2 separate regions of the Mus musculus genome follow, and region 1 is linked to region 2. Evidence: chromatin contacts called from public Hi-C data. All regions are on one chromosome and are shown on one strand. Each heading gives the region's core, a stretch centred on a gene start, on an enhancer-like site or on the middle of the called end of the contact. The rest is flanking DNA. Distances are from core to core; before and after follow the strand shown. Region 1 overlaps Clec4d (C-type lectin domain family 4, member d). Region 2 has its middle 28 kb from the start of Dppa3.

Region 1 (2,863 bases), core at 272-2,771, 610 kb after region 2:
CTTAAAATTTCAATAGATTAAATTTGCTGCTTATTGGTTGGACCACCCAGTGCTCCCAGGGCATAGAGCACCAACCAAGGAGTGTACAGGGAAGGGGGGGGGGACGGGGTGGGGATCCAGGGCTCTAGATCCAGATATATATGTAGTATACCATGGCCTTGTCTGACATCAATGAGAGGGGAGGCTCTTGGTGTTGTGGAGGTTTGATGCCCCAGCGAAGGAATATGTTGTAGCAGTGAGGTGGGAGTGGGTAGGTAGGTGAGGGAGCACCCTCATGGAGGCAAAATGGAAGGGGGAGAGGGCAGATGGGATGGGAGGGCTGTGGAGGAGTAACCATGAAGGGGGATATCATTTGAGATGTAAATGACAGGAATGATTAATTTTTTTAAAAAAATCACAAGAAATGTAAAAATAAATTATGCAATAAACTGAAAAAACTTATTGCTCATAATTTACACAGTATTTTAATTGATTTTAGAAACTACATGTCTTCAATAGTGATATTACAAGATCTTTCTTCATGTACATGATTGTGTGTGTGTGTGTGTGTGTACCTGTATTACACTATGTTATATAGAAGCTTGGATTTTTATGACCTTTATGTTCTGAGTATAAAAATGTTTCTTTATAAAAACAAGTTTGCATTTTTCTTTGTTATTATTTGGTTTAGTCACAGGGAATATTTAAGTCTCTTGAACTCCTAACATACTTTACATGCTATCACATTTAGCCTGCTCCTTGATAATCTTGACTTCCCTCATCTTATGGCAGAGAGGAGAGTAACCTATATCCCCTTTGTTTCAGCAAAAGGTACCCGACATCCCCAACTGATCCCTTGCGTCTTCGCTGTTGTTTCCATCTCGTTCCTTAGTGCTTGCTTTATTTCAACTTGTTTGGGTAAGCTACTAGCCAGAATGAAGCTCATTTTGAATTATCTTCTCAAAGAATGTCCAACATGTGCTCCCAAAGCCTCCCTTTTCCTCAGCTTATCCACACACAACACATTCCCCATCTTAGGCTTACTATCAGAGCTGTACATTTGATTTTTTTTAAAATTTGTATGAGACTGTTCTGCTCGCTTCCAAAATAATCACTTTGCTGAGGTCTAACGGACATATTAAAAACTCTATTAAATATGTCCATATCAAGATTGGGAACAAATATGCATCCATGGAGCCATTGCCACCCTTAATGTCATAGAAAATCTTGTATTTTCTGATATCAAGCTATAAGATGAGGTTATGACTGAATTAGTATGTTGTAGGCCTAAGACAGATAGGCTGGAGGAAAGAATAAACAGTGGCAGCATAGACTCTGAATATGTAACTCCTAATCTAATATTGAGGGCGATATTGCAGAGTTATCGGGAAAGGTGTTTTGTTGAATTAACATTGTAGGCTTCATTGATTGTATTTAATAAATGAAATCAACTTAATAAATGACATCTTACCATGTCACACCCAGTGTCAACCTAATTGGTTGTTAGGGAAGTAAAACTGCAAGTCACAGTGAGTCACTATTGCAGAAACACCAGGATGGTAGTGACTCAAAAGACACAGTGTCTGATGACGGAGGTGCAGGAAACTTGGATCTTTGATGCTTGACGGCAAGAGAGAGCTTAAAGTAGGAAACATGTTTGGAAAGCTTTCCCATGTACCCCATTTATCATGCACTGGCCATCCCACTCTGAGGCACACATGCCTTACAGAAATGTGTACTTACTCTTCTTAGGATTCAAGGTCAAAGATGCTCAAAATAACACAGTTCACAACAACCTAATACTGGAAGTCATGAGAGTGCTAGAAACCAAAGAGATCAGGGTGTTTTACTCCACGGAGACAATAGGTTACTGTCCAGTTATGAAAATGGACAGAATATAATTTTATTTAGGCAGCAATATTGCTTCAGAAACAGTGCTGGGCATAAGCCAACACCAATGGAAGCAGGGCATTTGAATCCATTCATAGCAAAGTCTAACAGAAGACATTTTGATTTGTGTGGTTTAAGCTGAAACTATGATGCAAGACACAAGCTACAAAATGGAAGAATGGGTTGTGCTGGGATATTATGGTTACCTGAAATGTTGGTAGTATCTTATTTTTTGAACTTGGCAATCTTTGCTAGAAGTATTCACATTACATTAATTTACTAACCTGTACATTTATGGTTTTCTTTTTTTACTTTTCAATATTTGATTATTTTCCAAAGTAAAAATATTACTAAACTTGTGAAGTTCACAAAACTTTGTGGAATTAGCCCAGGGCTTACCACAACCCCCACTCTTATGCAAATTTTGGTGAAATAAACTGAAAACATTGTGCACTTAAAAGGTTCCAAAAGTTCCAATGTAAATCATAGATAATATGATTATAAAATATTAGCTTTCATTGAATTTATCTGGGATCATGAAATGGCATAGGAAAGAAAGAGGGTGTGGGGACTTTAACTGTGAGGGAAGGAGAAAGGTGGGGAGATCAGCCCACTTTTCTAAATTAATGGCTACACAGCAAAAGAAAATCAACTGCTTTTCCTGATGACAGTGACTCATCATTACTTTTTACGCTGGACGAGAGGAAGTGTGGTGAAACTGTCAGACTACCACACGAGAGTAACGTGCATCCGAGAGGAGCCACAGCCTGGAGCTACAGGTAGCAGAGTAAACCTCTTTATCTACTTCCATCCAGCCTTTAGATAGCATCTGTCAGAATGAGAACTGGCTGCAAGAATGAATATCAGTCAACTAGGACAGAGAAGTTTCTCATGACTGTAATAAATTGCTGTAACACATTATTAATGTGTGTGTGTGTGGGGGGGGGGTTATGCTGGGGATCAAACACAGGACTTGTACATGCTAGGCAATTAC
Region 2 (2,882 bases), core at 226-2,725:
CCATGAGTGTGCCTGGTGCCTGAGGAGGTCAGAAGAGGGCATCAGATCCCCTGGACTTGGAGTTATGGATGGTTGTGAGCCACTATGTGGGTGCTGGTAACCAAATATGGGTCCTCTAACTGCTGAGCCATTTCTCCAGCCCTGATTGTCATCTTTATAGGGCACTTGGGCATTCAATCTGTGATGTCCAAAATGTGCTCAGCAGAGGGCAGGCGGCAGCAACTGCCTGACCTGTAGAATGTGGCATTTGTGAGTATAGGGGTAGGTGGGAGTTGACAGAACCCTAAAAGACAGAGAAGATCGCTTCCCTCACTCCCAGTATGAAGACCCTGTTAAATGGTTCTCACCAGACTTTTATTCCTAAGTGTGCTGACACAGAACAGGAACAATAATGTCTTTCTGCCCAAGTGCTGAAAAAGCTTACACTTAAAGAAGGTGGCATGTGGTAAGGCACTTGCCCAGCACACATGGGCTGCGGGTTTAGTCCTCAGCATCACATACAAGCACAGACCACAGGGGACATGATATAAAAGCCAAACAGTCAGAGAGACGGCAACTCTGTATCACTGGGCCCTTTACGGTGGACAAAGGATGGCGCTTCTGGGCTTCACAGAGGAAGTTAGCACCGGAGAGCTGGCACTTCCTGTTGCTTTGTGTACAGAAATGCAGCATCTGAGAGTGTCATTGTTCACATCTTATTCATCTAGAATGGCGCAAATTAATATGGAAGAAAGACAAGAAAGCAAGAGAGGGGGGAGGGAAAACCAAGAAGGATGGCTGGGAAATTCCGGATGTGCTCTTTTTATTGTTTGTTTTTCAAGACAGGGTTTCTCTGCCCACCCCTGCCTCCCTGTGCTGAAATTAAAGGCATGCATCATCACCACCACCTGGCTAGATGGTTCATTCTATAGGTGATGAAACATGTAGAGGCCACTGGGAAAGGCGGAGGGAGGCTGAGGGGAAAATACGATTGGCTAGGGGAATGGCTGATAAATTCAGGAGGGATTAGCCGGGTGTGGTGGCACACGCCTTTAATTCCAGCACTCAGGAGGCAGAGGCAGGTGGTTCTCTGTGAGTTAGAGGCCAGCCTGGTCTACAGAGTGAATCTAGGACAACCAGGAATACACAAAGAAATTCTGTATCAAAAACCATAACCAAAACAAAACAAAAATTGAGGAGGGATTCTGAACATCAGCCAGACTTGGTAGGAAGAAATACAATTTTTTTCTTATCTCTAGAGGCTGGGCTTCCCCTTCTCAGAGGAGAAGGAGGGGCATGAAGGGAAGGGCAGTATGAGGGGGGACTGAGAAGAGGGGGGAGGCTGCAACCAGGGTGTAAAGTGAATAAATACATTAAGGGGAGGGAATCACTAGAGAGACAAAACTCTTCACGAAAGCTACCCTCTAACATTTCACTCTTTAGTGCCCTGGATATGGACAACCTCCTGTGTGCTGAGGATACCACACCAGGGGAAAGAAGCAAGAGATGGTGGCTGTGTGCATGTCGCTTTACAATGTAACAAACGACCAGGAACTTCCCACCCTAGAATAAGACAAACTGATGACCTCGAAGTTCTAAGACAGAGGCTGACATGGATCTCATTAGAACAAAATCAAGGAGTCTGCAGGGCCCCTCTTCTGCAAAACCAAGGCTCTTGGGTAGAATCCCTCACCCAGGCTCTCAGGTAGAATCTGTCGACTCTTCTAGAGCCTTGCCCTCGTTGGCTCTCACTTCTCCATTTTTAATGCATCTGTTTGCCCACTTCTTCCACTTTTGTACATTTAACATCCCTGTGACTCACTGGCCCATCCGGGTAATCCAGAAACCCCCAACGTGAAGGTCATCTGACTGACAGCAACAATTCCATCTGCAACCACCATTCTCCTCGGTCATGTGACATAACACATGACCAGGTCCTGTGGAGTTTGTATATGGATCTCTTTAAAAGAGGAACACATTCTGCACAGCACAAAAGGGGACTTCCTGTGCTACAGTTGCCATTAGCTATGTGTCAACTAGGTTTGAACGAGTAATTTGGCAGGGACTGTGCTATAGAGATGAGTAATATATAGAAAAGGATAATCGTGGCTTGTGGCTAAGTTGGACCTCCAGCCTGGGGAAGGAAGAATGATTGCTCAAGTCATATCAATCTGTAGCTTCTCCCCTCTGCAGTGGGAAGAAACAAATCATGTAGTTCTTATGTACTAGGTGTTCAGGTGGGTGGACCTACCAGCATCTCTACCTGGAGGCAAATTCCAAACTCCCCATAGCCTTGCTGTGCACAGGCTCACTTTCCTGGGTCTCCATGTAGAGAAGGAGCTGGGAGCCTCTGTTATTGACATAGACTTGGGGGGGGGGGGTCAGGACCCCCCCCCCACACACACATAGGTAGAGAGTGGGTCAGAAAGCAACCATAGGGTCTATTATTATACTCTTTCAAGATGAAAGCAAACCTGTCCGGGGCCAGCCCGGCACCTCTTCTTTCTTGGTTCTTCTTGAGGCAGTGGATGGGGAAGAGCATCAGTGGTGGCAAGACTTGATCTTGTGAGATATTTAGGGTTGCTGTTTAGCAATAAAACACTTACCTATTAAGTCTAAGTCACTTTGCTACTGTAGCTGACCTGCCTGAGCTCCTTGGAGGCCAGAAACAGCAGCCTCATTGTTTAGCACCTCATTGTAAAACAGCAGGGAATTAAGCAAAGGATTAATTGCTAGAGCCTTTACTCTTTTGTTCAGATGTCTCTTTTTGTCAGGCTAGTGGGAAGTTTGGAGCAATAAACTTCTATTGAACTAGGATTAGAGAGTCACACTCACAGAAGGAAAACTTTTACACAGGCAAATATGGATAAACTCACATAAACTCATATGCAGATTCATGCTTA

Evidence for each region. Hi-C and Micro-C count contacts between places; a contact is called where the count stands out from the background.
Region 1: a contact with region 2 is called in a Hi-C map of bone marrow-derived macrophages, with 8 times the contacts expected there. The contact joins two enhancer-like sites. A contact is called at or near these places in 2 of 39 promoter capture datasets (the C10 cell line and hippocampal neurons), 1 of 484 Hi-C or Micro-C datasets (bone marrow-derived macrophages), 3 of 115 datasets of contacts at active chromatin or transcription factors (bone marrow-derived dendritic cells and bone marrow-derived macrophages) and 3 of 9 other capture datasets (adipose tissue, bone marrow-derived macrophages and embryonic stem cells).

What each region holds. Positions count from the first base shown.
Region 1 is chr6:123,264,515-123,267,377 of GRCm38.p6, forward strand. Clec4d (C-type lectin domain family 4, member d) reads left to right here. Exons shown (of 6, transcript NM_010819.4): 2 at 805-897; 3 at 2,541-2,648. Among named protein-coding and RNA genes, the nearest start is that of Clec4d, 3.8 kb to the left of the region's middle. Within about 2 kb of position 1,522, at least 67 of the 459 cell types and tissues checked have an H3K27ac peak or open chromatin away from gene starts, as enhancers often do. A contact at or near this core is called in bone marrow-derived macrophages, where this site is marked.
Region 2 is chr6:122,652,631-122,655,512 of GRCm38.p6, forward strand. No RefSeq gene overlaps it. Among named protein-coding and RNA genes, the nearest start is that of Dppa3, 28 kb to the left of the region's middle. Within about 2 kb of position 1,476, at least 65 of the 459 cell types and tissues checked have an H3K27ac peak or open chromatin away from gene starts, as enhancers often do. A contact at or near this core is called in bone marrow-derived macrophages, where this site is marked.